2 separate regions of the Drosophila melanogaster genome follow, and region 2 is linked to region 1. A link is a contact called in public Hi-C data. All regions are on one chromosome and are shown on one strand. The core of a region is the stretch at or near the end of the contact, and the rest is flanking DNA. Distances in the headings are between cores, read along the strand shown.

Evidence for each region. Hi-C and Micro-C count contacts between places; a contact is called where the count stands out from the background.
Region 2: a contact with region 1 is called in a Hi-C map of the Kc167 cell line, with 2.4 times the contacts expected there. A contact is called at or near these places in 11 of 107 Hi-C or Micro-C datasets (the D17-c3 cell line, the Kc167 cell line, the S2 cell line and 4 more) and 1 of 7 datasets of targeted methods (the S2 cell line).

What each region holds. Positions count from the first base shown.
Region 1 is chr2L:17,383,349-17,390,054 of dm6, forward strand. CLIP-190 (Cytoplasmic linker protein 190) reads left to right here and starts at 1,352. Exons shown (of 17, transcript NM_165213.5): 1 at 1,352-1,491; 2 at 2,096-2,147; 3 at 2,213-2,547. The coding sequence starts at 2,283. Lrch (Leucine-rich-repeats and calponin homology domain protein) reads right to left here and starts at 767. Exons shown (of 7, transcript NM_165212.2): 1 at 122-767. The coding sequence starts at 434.
Region 2 is chr2L:17,467,007-17,473,331 of dm6, forward strand. Sgt (small glutamine-rich tetratricopeptide containing protein) reads left to right here and starts at 4,597. Exons shown (of 2, transcript NM_001259129.2): 1 at 4,597-4,846. BicD (Bicaudal D) reads right to left here and starts at 6,209. Exons shown (of 8, transcript NM_001273601.1): 1 at 5,091-6,209. The coding sequence starts at 5,318.

The DNA of each region.
Region 1 (6,706 bases), core at 102-2,601:
TTTAAACTTTACTTAGGAAGTAATGAAAACCCAATTTTTTCCGGAGCTACGAAACCGGCTTGAAGAACACCTTTTCTTTGTTCTCCCTTACGAATATACACTATACAATAGCGGTACGCACCTGCGATGACAGTGTCGGTAAGTGAGTACTTCGTTCCAGTCCTGGGAAAGTCCTTCAGCTTGCGATTGGTCAGGATCAGTTCGCCGCTGAAGTGCGCTTCTTCCAGGATTCTTTCCAGGGAGCGCGTCAGCTGGGAATGACTAAGCAGGGCAGACGAGGTGGAGGAGGAGGTGTTTCCAGCGTGGCCTATTCCAGATCCCGATCCTGTTCCAGATCCTGGAAGGGAAGCCGACCCGCTGCCGATGGCGCTGCCAGCGGCGCTGCCGACGCCGACTGCGACGCTATGTAGGCGTTGGTAAACCGTTGCTGCCATTTCCCGTGTAGGCGTGGCGACACTTCCACACACTTGCACACACACACGCACGCGCTAAACTATCACACCGATAAGGAAACGGAGTGAAGTGCCGAAAGAAACCGAAACTGGAAACTAAATTTGCTCTATTGAAACGCACGCATCTCGATTATTTTTCATTTAGTGTACGTCTTCTTGGCTCATTGATAAGATTTCTCGGAATTGGATTTTCCTTTTGCGGCTTCCTTCTTGCTTCCTCTTCTTTGCCTCCTCGCACACACGCGCACTCACACACGCACAAGCTCACGCAGCAGACGAGCGACAGTGCACAACGAAAATCGAAAAACAACTGAATCGGTTTATGGGATGCTACTTGGGCAGCGCTGGAAACGTTGCTGTTAGTTTAAAATCGGCGTGCCTTTGAGTACTATCGATAAAATACCACAGTGCGCCGATGATACACTGGCTCCATTTTTATCGCAATTCGAAATGTCAACAATCTTACATTTTATAATGTAATGTAATGTTTGTTTATTCAGAATGATCTACCGTTTAGCATTTGCCCCTTCAAATTTAGGGCATTATTAGATTACTGAGTCGTTATTACACCGAAACATTTCATATAACTACTTAAAGAAAAAATGAACAAATGACCAGGTAACCTGGTATTGGAACCCGGCAATAAACTGGTTGAATATTAAAAAACCATGTTAGACTAAATTATAAATTCGTTAATTTGTCAGTTGTGTGGGCTCAGATCACAAATCTGAATAAGCTCAGCGACGCTTCCATTATTGGTGACATAATTTCATATTTTACATATTTATATTCACGAATAAATATTCGCCAATTTCCTACAGGGTGTTTTTGTATGACCGCATTACTCTAAAAATACCTCGGGAAAATATAGCCGCAACTATCGATTGGCGCGCTGCACTGGAGCTGTGCTACCATCGCTAACTCAGTGCAACAACAAAATTCCAACGCAACGCCAACTAAGTGCAAAAAAAATCTAAAATTTGTGTAAAATTGTAAAATCCCAATCGCGTATATTTCTAAATCGTATTCGCACAGCACAGTATGTAAAGCACTCCAGTTTATTTAAGTACTGTGTGTGTGTGCGGTAAACACACACCAATAAGAGTGCGTTTTCGCGTCCCTTTTCCCACCCTCTTCTAATGGTTCCCTCTTCTATAACTGTGTCAAATCAGCAGCAACAATAAAATATAGAACAGAGCTACAGCGTGCGTGTGTGTGTGTGTGAAATGCACAAATTGATAAGCAATTTGATTCAATTTAATCTTGTTTAAGTCTGATGAATATCAGCGCAAGCAGCCCAACACAAAATTATAAATAAAAAGTTACGAATTTATATAAATAGAATACCCTTGAGTGATTTTGTTAGTCGCATAAAATTAATTCAATACATATTTGTGTTCCGCATTTTTTGAAAATATAACGAAGTTCTGGCCAACGAGAGCAACAACAAAAAGCGGTCTTGTTTGTTTTTCAAGCTCAACGAAAAAAAGAAGAAAAGAAATCTGCTCTCAGTCAGCTGTTTTAAAGCAGCCGCCTAAGTGCGAGTGAGATAGCTGCCTGCGCGCCAAAATAAAGCAACAACAAAAGTGGAACAGTGGTTCAAAACCTAGCTAAAAATAAAAAAAATCCATTTATTTTTGTAGCAAAAATATAAAATAAAAGCAAATTAAGCGAATTATACATATATTTGTTAAGGTAAGTGATCAGCATTCCATTTATTTTACCAAAAATTATTCTTTTGCACTTGTTTTTCCCCCAAGTTTTTTAAATCGTTTACTTTTAATACGCGTGTGTCCTAATAAGTGAAGATTATTAAGAATAAAGTAAAAAATGAGTGATGATACGAGCGCTTCGGGCGGGACAAGTGCCCCTTTTCCATCGCCAGTTACTGCGGACCCGGAACCAGGAGCCACTGCCTCCAAATTACCGGGTCCCATCAGATCCAATATTCCCACGCCCGCTACTTCTGGTACCGGAATCCCGCAGCCCAGCAAAATGAAGGCACCATCTAGTTTTGGATCGACGGGTTCTGTTTCCAAAATCGGAAGACCGTGCTGCAATCACACAACTCCCAAATCCGGTCCACCACCAAGAGGTAAGTCTAATCGCATTGTGCAACAACGCAAACCAGTTAGTATTATTGCTCAAAGCAAATATGTTACTAAGAGCAGTATTTTTGAAAGTAGTTAAAGGTCTTAATTATCCCCTGGGTTTAATTATCATCCATTTTACAAGCTAGAATTTAAAGCAAGATGAAATTAAAACACATCTGAACACCAATGGGAATTCAACCAGAGCCCCTTTGAAAATCTTGTCAGTGCATTGTCACATACATATTAACATCTTAACAAAGAACATTAATTTCACAATTCAAGAAAAGGGGTTTTTACCGATTTCCACTTTTATACGCGAGTTCTTCACTTATAAAACAGTTGGAAGAAGTCTGATAATTGAATTGCTCTCCGGAAAATATCGCAGTAAAATATGTTTCAATAGTATAGCCCACCACTATACTATCACCAAGTACTCATGAAGGTTAATATTAAAAAATGTACCCACATTCAAATGGGAAAACAGAAACCCAAAAAGAATGGTGAGTTTAAATAATGCACTTTTAAGTTTGACATTGTAAAGGGGTCATTTCATCAAGTTTACTTACTCTCTACCCTCAATACCCGAGATTTGACTACTTTTGTGTTTGCATCTTTGGCTCAAGCAAGTCAAGCATCCGCCTACATATATATATGTGCACCCACAAGATGTAGATTGCTGTATACTATAAGCGAATGCAATGATCTAATGGAAACGATGACAGACCCACTCACTTGCTAAATATATACATACATATACGCTGACCCCACCCCATTTGAGTGCACTTTTTGCACTACATTGAACTTGCAATTATTTCGGCGAGAACTCGCGTAGTTAGTGTAAATTCTTCTCTAAAGAGAAACCATTAATAATTCCCAGCGTCAACTGTTTCGTTTGGTAAACAAATGCTTCACTTCTTTCAATTATTTAATCGTTTTGAAACACCAACGCACAATTCAAAAATAAACAAAACAAATTGCCGCCCACTCTTAACTCTCGATCATAATTATAGAGCTGCCCCGAAAAGTGTTTTTGGTAAGGAGAATTATGGCCAATTAGGCAAGTGCTGCTACCATTTAATTGATCCGCCCAATGTGGCTCATTTCAGGCACGTAACCGCACCGCAGTCGTCAACATACGACGACCCACTGGCCCATATAGCAAACGATCTGCCAAACGATCCATGGATCGATTGACGGGTTTTCTATTTCGCCGGCACACACGTTCCATATCCGATTGACAGTCGCAATGCAACCGCAAAATCGTAGAAATTTATTCCCTGTAAATTTACCCAAAAACACAAAAATTTGTAATGTTTAGGGTTACAGAAAAAACTGAGTCACGAGGTGTATTTAATTTGCATCCATAGAAATAGTTTACACGGCGCTATGTGCACTGTGATCATTTAGATTATCACTTTGTATTAGATTGGTTTTGTAACTAGTTTGTTTGCCCATTTATACATTATTTTTAAAATCGTTTATTGGTCGTTTATTGCACATAATTATTAAACCTATTTCAGAAATTAAGCTGTTTGCTTGGCTCAATGAAAGTCCAGTTTGTTTTGATAGCTCCGAATTTTTTGCTTTAGTACATTTAAATTTCTACGCTGATTTGTTTCAAATACGCCAGTGTTGATCGCCATATCAAAGAGATTATTCCGCATTTTGCCAATTATTAACGAAAACGAAGTGATATACCGCATGTCCCAAATAGTTGAACTACTTTAGTCAATTAGTAGTTTATGCGACGCGCTGCTTAAAACCAAATCCGTTCCAAGCGCCTGAGCGCCTTGATCCGCTGCCCAGATCAGCTTTCTAAAATCTCTCCTAGCATTCTGGAACGGACTGTTTGACTATCTGCCAAGAGACCCGTCATTTGGCCCGCCATACTCAATGCCAAAAGTCTGCGAAAATCTACTCAGCTCAAATGCGACCGAGAAAACCTGGCGACCGGCCGGCAATCTATCTCTACGTCGTCGTTCCCTAATTGAATTTGTTCTGGCGATGACACAGAAAACGTACTCAAAACGTATCTTCTAGCTTGTTCGTGAGCTCAGATCTTTTGAGGTGTTTTTGCGCTGCGCATTTGATGCCGGGTTCCGTTCTCAGTCGATCTGATATGAAAATTGCGGTCGTGGTGCTCGTGGATGAGCTTATGTCACTTTTATTGGTTTCGATCGGAAACAAAAGTGAAGTGAGCCTCTCTCCCACCCATAAAAACGGAAAGCTCATTTGTCTTCGCATTAAGATTGAATCGAAAACGCGTTCGGGATTGACGTCCAATGGATGAGCATCGTCTGGCGGGGGATTACTCCATTCGATTCTAGATTGAGCCCAGTTCTGTTTACATCACCGACTCCGTGGGAGAGTCAATATTGATGTTATGATTAACCACTTTTTGTCTCACTTATTTGACTTCACATCATTAAGTCGTTGAAATCTTTATAATTGAAGACACGTGTTGCATATTTAAGCTGAAAACGTCTCGGGTTTCAGCCAACAGAAAACAGTATCTTCTCTTAAAAGGAATATATATACATATTCGATTTGATAAGTTATGTATTTGTTATAGTTTAGAAAATTTTATTAAATACGTGTTTCAATATTTCAATGCGCTTTTTTGTGCATTGTCTTAAAAGCTGATTCATAGATGAATCTAAAGATAATTGATTCTGATTAACTGGCATTTAGTCTCTGGAATTCATTGTTACAATCTCGTCAAGCAATTCTTAAATTGTTTTCCTACGTGTAAACTTTATATATAATTAGACACAACCCGGCGTTTAAAAACTTTATCGAATCTTTCAATAGCCACTTCAAACATCTTTAAAGAAAAAATAATAATTTTCCAAAACTTACATACTTTTTTATAATAAATTTCACTGCTTATAAATATTTATATTTTATGAAATATATAAGGTCACATAAGATTTCTTCCAAGTCGAAATCCAAAACATATTTGCCTATTAATTATTGAATACAACAAGAACATATTTTTTAGAGTTTTCAAAGCCAATATGGATTGTTAAAAAAACCCAAAAAGTGAAATTCCATTTTTTCGAACTCTTGCTTAGTTATTTTCATGCATTTACTGCACTTGTGATTAGAGTGCTAAAAACCATTGAGCGATCGATCCATATGGTATCGAAGAAAGGGAAAATAAAATTGCAGCCATGTGGCAATTCTTTGTTTGCCGGATTAACTCACTTTGCGTGTCCGTGCAAAAGTCGAAAATAAAAACATTTTTTTACGGCTCTTATTTTTACGCGACGTTTATTCAATAAAAACACCGAGAGTGCGGAGCTATTGCCACAGTGTCTGCTATTAAACTCTGGCCAACAAAGCTTCGGCACCGGATTGGCAATCGGCTTCGCCGCTCTCTCGCTGCGAAAAAAAAGTATCTCAAAGTTTGCGCTGACTTCGCTTCGCGATTGGCTCTCGACGTTCAGTTACTTGAACGACTTTTCGCGAGGCGGACGTGTTTCAGACGCGGAATTGCAACTCAGATGGCAACCAATTGAACTTGATCGGCTCTATACTATAGCTTATATAGTGAACACGCAAACGAAATTGAAAATCCAAAATAGAAGCCAACTTTAACAGAGAGACTTACTTATTGTTATACAACTCACAAAAGGTGATTTGGTGTGCCAGCAAATTACGAATGTCGTTATTTAAATTGGAAATTTCCAATTAAAATATAAGGCTTTTAAAAAAGAACTGTAAAGGCATAAGTTATGTGAACCTTTTTCTACGTCCTTGTCGATGCCCTAAAAGGATTCGAGTTTACTGCAGTGCAAGATATTTTTGGAAACTTTTCGTTTTTCATATTTCTGGCGACAGCCTTTGACCTTGGCTTGGTCTGGTTGATAACCAATTGTTAATCAAATTTATTCTTTTGTTCCTATGTGAAACTTTGCTTTGGTTGTGGCCTCATAAATATTTATTTAATTTCGTGTCTTAGACAAACCTAGAAATTTTCCAATTTTTTTGTTTAATGTGGTTTTATTGAGTTTAAAGATAAGATACAGCGTTAATTGATATCTCTGTTCTAAATTATAACATGCTTAGATCCTTATCATTTAACCGATTTTGTTGGGCTTGGCCCATTTATGACTGCACAATTTAATGACAGCGATATTTCGGTCAATGAATAGTTTT
Region 2 (6,325 bases), core at 3,347-5,846, 87 kb after region 1:
AGCCTGCAAATGCAGTAATAACCGATTTGCACAGCGGACAAAAGCTGGGCTAAAGGTTTAGGATTTTTGTTGAATAAAATTAACAAAATGATTTGTTGAATTTCTAAGTATCAATGATAGTGAAAATTAATTGAAATACGCAAAAGCCTTCGCTGTATAAATATTTCTCAATGACTTCAAGTTCTTTAAACTAACAACCTAGTGTGACCTATTTTTTTTTTGCAGTGCACCCCTTTTTGTAGGCTGTGCGCAATTTTGAACACAACGCACATGCAAACAATGAGAGCCCAAAAAAAATAGAGAATGGGAAATGGAAAATGGAAAATGTGAGAACGGCGCATTTGTAGCCATCATGTCAATGCACGAGCTTGACACTCGGTCTGAATTTGAAATGTCGCCTAAATCGACAAAGAAACGGCGGCCAGAAAAACGACGAAAACTGCAGGCGGAAAATGGGAAAACCTGTGTGCGTGCAAATGCTGATGCTGCGAAAATTTTGCAGCCAAGGGAACTCAAATTACGCTCTTAACGAAATGGGAATGCCCGAATATGCCGGTTTTCAAGGGGTAAAAAACAAGGAAAGCTGCAAAAAATACCCCTTATGAATTTCACACTAACAAGATGCAAAGGAAATCTAGTTAAAAGCAATGGCACCCGCGAGTGTGCTAACAATAAAACTGAATTTGGAAAAGAGGTTTTTTAAATAGAAATTTAAAGTTTAAATTCCAAGTTCCTCGGTGTCACTTTTAAGTGTGTATATACTTTATCTCAGTTCAATGATAATGACTTGATTATATTCTTTTGTAATAAGCAAATAACCGATTATTACAAAAAGCTGAATATTAAAATCAATAAATATCATTAAGTAAAAAGCATAAGTATTTAAGAATAAACGTAAACGAAAAATAAGCAGCGTTCAAAAGTAACCAGATGAAATATTCCACAAAAAGTAGACTGACTACATAATAACGTGCTTCGAACATCATCAGGAAATGCGAAATGGACGCAGCGGGCCATGGGAAATCCTTGAAAGCGCGGAACTATAAAAAGGCATAATAACCATTTGCTCCTGCTGCGAGTATCTGTGCCTGTGTTGTTGCATAATATACACAGTGTGCATACATACTTATATCCTGGGCAAATTTCTCAAGCGCATTTAAGAGCCAATAGTAAGTCAGTGCAGAGCTTTCCACGACGTGTTGATGGCGGCGACGGTTCATCCTTTTTGCGAGCTCATTGCATCTGGCAGTGCTCCAATTCCCCGCAGAGCCTTTGGCTGGGGCCAAAAAGTTTACGCAAATAAATTGCAGCGTCATTATGCAGCAGGACGAGAATGCTGCGCTGGAAAACTGCAATTGTCACAACAGTTTTACCCTTGCATCCGTGCCCAGATTTTCGCTCATCATCATCATCATCATCGTCCTCGACGACGTCGTCGTCAGAAAAGTACAAGTCTGTGTGTGCATTTACATTTTCATTGCTGGCAATTCATTGGGGAAAATCGGAGGAGGAGCCATTGCGGAAAAGCGGGCGGAGATGGCCTCAGTTGGCGGGAAATACAACACTTTTTTCCCCACTCATTTCCCTTCAGCCAGGCCAGACGACAGCGACGGAAACATGTTTTGTCAGTGCTCAAGCGGCGCATTTAACCCTTGCCAGCCCCGCTTAACCCATTCGTTGCGACCCCGGCCGCCATTGTGGCTATTGCAGTTGCTCCTGTCCGGGAGTTGCCGCTCCTCCTCCTCCGCTGACTGCCAGTTTGATTGCCATAGAATTGCAATTTGCGCCAAAAGAACAGAGCATCAGTGTCAAATCATTGTACATATTTTCTTTTTTTTTTTTGTGTGTTTCTTGCTCATACCCACTCCGTTTCCTCTGGGCGCTGGCTTTCATGTTGCCGCTACGATTCTAATTGTTATTGTCTAGCTTGGATTTGAAAAGGATAAAGGGCATTTGGCAGGACTCACAAGACCGTAAATTAGGAAGGCATTTGGGCAAAGTGTCGGAGGAGGATTTAGATTACTCCTTTGATTATCGTAATGATGCAAAAGGTAAACATTTGTCTGCTTTACATTATATATTTCCAACTGATTTAATTCTTATTGAATTAATTATATTCTACCAAAAGAATTCATAAATTTTTAAGACCATTCAACAAACTTTAACAAGTTTTGTAAAAAACTCGGTCCAACCGCAAACAAAAACCTGAACAAATAATGCCATTAATTATTAAATTTGTGTTAAAAACTTTTTGGGGCGGAAAGTAGCAAAGTCAGGCCAGCCGCAGCAGAATGCCAAACTACGCTGCGCTCTGGAATGTGACCAACGGACGACGGGATGTCCTTGGCGGTGGCGCCATGTGAGCCATGATATATGGCCACCACCCGCACCCAAAAACCCATTCACATGCGCCCACAAAACAGGACACATCGTCCATATTACGTGGCGTACACGTGTTGTTTCCACTGCATCGTTCGTCGCTCGTTTTATGGCCCTTGTTTCGGTGCCTTTTAATTGCCGCAGTTACAATCGCCCGAACAACAACGTGTTTTCCCGCCCCATCCACATCCACATCCACATCCATTTCCACATCCAGCTAACTGAATAAATTGCCAAATGCGGCTGACAGTTTCGACCGTCCGACGTCTCGAAAACTGGGTAAATATTTGTATTGCGGTCCTGCAGTTGCAATTGCCAATTTGCAGTCACAGTGATGGCAACGAAATTAGCACTTCCCTAATTGGACTTACCAGCAGATTGCATTAATTCTGGTTTTAAAATCCAGGATACTCCATGCAAATACATAACACATTTACCCTTTAATTTAGGAGTAATAATAAAAGTAAAGAAGATGGCATCGACTACCTTTTAAAGGATATCTCATATATCTCATTCGATGAACCAAGTTCTTAACCATATTATAAGAAACCATCCTCTTAGCTACCTATAAATAAACCCCCTAAACATGACTTCAGTTTAATCGAAATTCTATTGCATTAAAACGCAGTCGATGGGAAAATTTTTTGCGCCTGGGGCTCTTTGGAAAATACCCAGTTAATTTCAGTAAGCTAATTTCCAACCCAAGACGGAAACTTGGCCCTCCTTCGCTGCCGTCTGCCCGCTGATTTATGTCACTTTATGCTGGGGTCGCCCGAGGCAGATATCTTGATTGCAAGTGGAAATATGTCGCCCAGTCTCCACATAGCTTCCTTTAAACCTCACCCCTTTTTTTACACTTTTGTGGGGACACAGAAAATGCCCGCAGTGACGTGGTCGTCGACGTTGCTATTATTTTTTTTGTAATTTTTAAGCATCCATTATAAATGTGTGTGTGTGGGTGGAGGGTTCTTTTGGCCTCGCACTCATTTTTTTATTTGTGTTCTCGTAAAAGTTCAGTTGAGTTCAAATCCAACAAGCTGGAAACTATCAAGCTACGTTACAAGTGCACTGCCACCTGTCCAACAATTAATTGGCAGGCTTTTTGTTCGAAGCGCATAAAAATGCATGCGCATATACGTATTACGCACATACATATGCCCATTTGTAAAAAAGGTGTTACCGCCTGCATTGTGTGTGTGCGTGTGTGCAGGTGTTAACGCCCCCGTAGGATTTTAATTCCAGCTAACTTTTGTTAGCCCCATGGTTAATGGAACTTTAATTGCACTGTTTGCTAATTGGGGATACTTAAAGAATATGAACTATATGTTTACACCAAAATCAAATCTAAAAATAACAAATGATTTTGTTAATTTGCGTAATACAGTAAACATGTGTATAATTGTTCTGATCTTTATTTAACCAGTTGTATTTACTGTATGCTTTATTTACCCTTCTCCAACAAAATCGGCCTAAACCAACGTTTTCTTTTGGCAACAAGCAAAACAAACCAAAAAGGAAGCTTGTTGGGACACCAGTCGGAAAAAGCCAAAGCACGAAATGATAATAGACGGCTGAATGAGTATAGACTGCTTCCCCCATTTGATTTTTACCGAGGAAAGGACACAACTTTTCCCTGCCGTCTGGTAATGCAGTTCAGAGCCCGACAATCCACGGCCTGTGAAAATTCCAGAGGAAATGCCAGGCGATGACGAGGACTAATTGGAAAGGAAGGTTGGTGGTAAGAAGAAAAGGAGGAGTTGGATGTGGAAGTGGAGGTAGTTGGGCACTGAATAAAGGTGCAAAATGAAATGGCAAGAGTAGATTGGCCGTGCTGCAATCGGCCAACTGAAAGCTGAGATAATTTTTATAGGCCAAAACAATGTTTATGCCAAATTGAGCGTGATCAGTGGAGACAAGATAAAGATAAAAAAACAAAGAAAACATAATTTTGAAACAATGAAATAATTCTGCCAGCCAAATGCATTTTAAATGTTTAAGTGTTTTCAATCAAATCAAATGAGAATGCTATAGTGTTAACTTTAAAGATCGCTTTATGATTTGAACAACACATATCATCTAGGATCACTAGAATAATGGCATCGCATGGCTTTTTTTGGCCTTTATACTGACGGACAGAAGGACACTTGGCTAGCGATTATGATCTATGATAAACATACATAAATACTTTTTGCGGTCGTAAAGGCTTTCTTTCAGCTGTTAAGTTGTGTTTTTCATTTTTTAGTTTATTTATTGTTTTGTTTAGCGGACTGAATAGTATCTTCAATCGACCCAAGCGGTTCCACTGTATTTAAAGGTATACAAAACAACAGCACGTGACCATATGGCCAAGCCAGTTTCCGATTTCATGATCAGAGAGCGAATCCCAATTATTTCTGCTAGACCAGACCAGACGGACTTTGCAGAGCGATAGGTAGACTCGCCGAAAGAGAGTCAAACTGGCCAACAGGTGAGCGAGTTAGTTTGCCAGCAAGACAAATTGTTGGCCGTTGTGGAAAGGTTTTCTCTGTCTAAATATGTAGGTGTGTGTGCCCCAAGGTGTGTGTGAGTACGCGAGTGGGCCAGCTGGGCGATAAGCGGCGACTGCTTGGAAACAGATCGAAAAACATAGCAACAGAGGGGGCCAAATTGGCGGGTTACTATATAACCCATTGGAGCATTTAAAAACTGCGAAGAATTGTAGGCAAACTTACCTCCTGTGTGATGTCCAGTTCGTGGCGCGTGTTGTCGTAGAGCGTCTCCAGTTCCTCGCACTTCTGCTGCAGGGCGGACTTCTCCTCCAGCAGGGACAGTCCGTACTGGGCGGACTGGGCGCTGGCGGAGGACACCTGGTCCAGTTCGCGCGTGAGGCGCTCCACCTCCATTTGCAGGTCTTGCACGGATTGGTCCGCCGATGGGCCGTTGTTGCTGGCGCTGGACATGATGATGGATGGATGGTGTCCTTAGTGGTCGGGGGAGGGGGTGATGGTGTGGGTGTTGGTGGACGGTACAGCTGCCCGTGGGCAGGTGAATCTCCTCGTTGTTGCTGTTGATGCTTCTATCCTGGGCGGAATCTTTTCGATACAATTTTATGTTTTGGAGGGAAATCGATAGAAGTCGATTTGTATATGCCGCACTGTTTTGTTGTACTTCAGTGCTTTTTTTAAAATAATTTTTTTTATCGAAACCCCACACTCACACAACTCCACTCGCGGTGTGCTTTTTGCGTGTGTGTGCGTGCGTTTCACCTTTTCTCTTTTCCGTTTGAATGCGAACGTGTGTGTGTGTGTGTGGAATGGTATCGCTGCGGGTTTTCTCCTCTCTTCACTCACCGCGCTAAATTAGTAAATTAAACAGCGCTTAATGGCCAATTAACCGTGGGCTTTTAACGGCAAATAATTCTGCACTATATTTATATATGCCTGTAAGTCACACACACACACCAGCGCACTGCCGTACGCACACATAGGCGCGTATAAAACAGTTGGCAGCAGAAACTGAAAACGCAGCGCAGGAAGTTGTTTCAATTAACTCGAAAAGAAACAGCCGAAATGACATCACACAATTTCCCCTTTCCTTTCGTTCGCTGGCAAAGTGGGAGTTTTTCCCATTTTCCCTGCACTTTCCCCGTTCGCACGACTGCTCTTCGCGTATTCTCGTTATCCGTTGCACAATTGCGGCGTAGACGGCTAAATGCGGTATATATCAGGCCCAATCGCTGCGGTCGTCGATGGAGTCGAAATTTTCAAGCAAGTGCAAAAACAAAATTTTGTCCGCAATCACGTCGATTCTTGGCAATGTTTGTGACGGAATTTCAGTGCGACCGCAGGCAAAACTTTCGATAATGCGGAGAGGTGTGGAGAAAAGCGTTAAGAATGCGCTTAGCTCGGACCCAAACCTCGCGTTGGTAATAATAATCGCGTTTCCACTACTAAGGGTATGATTTTAT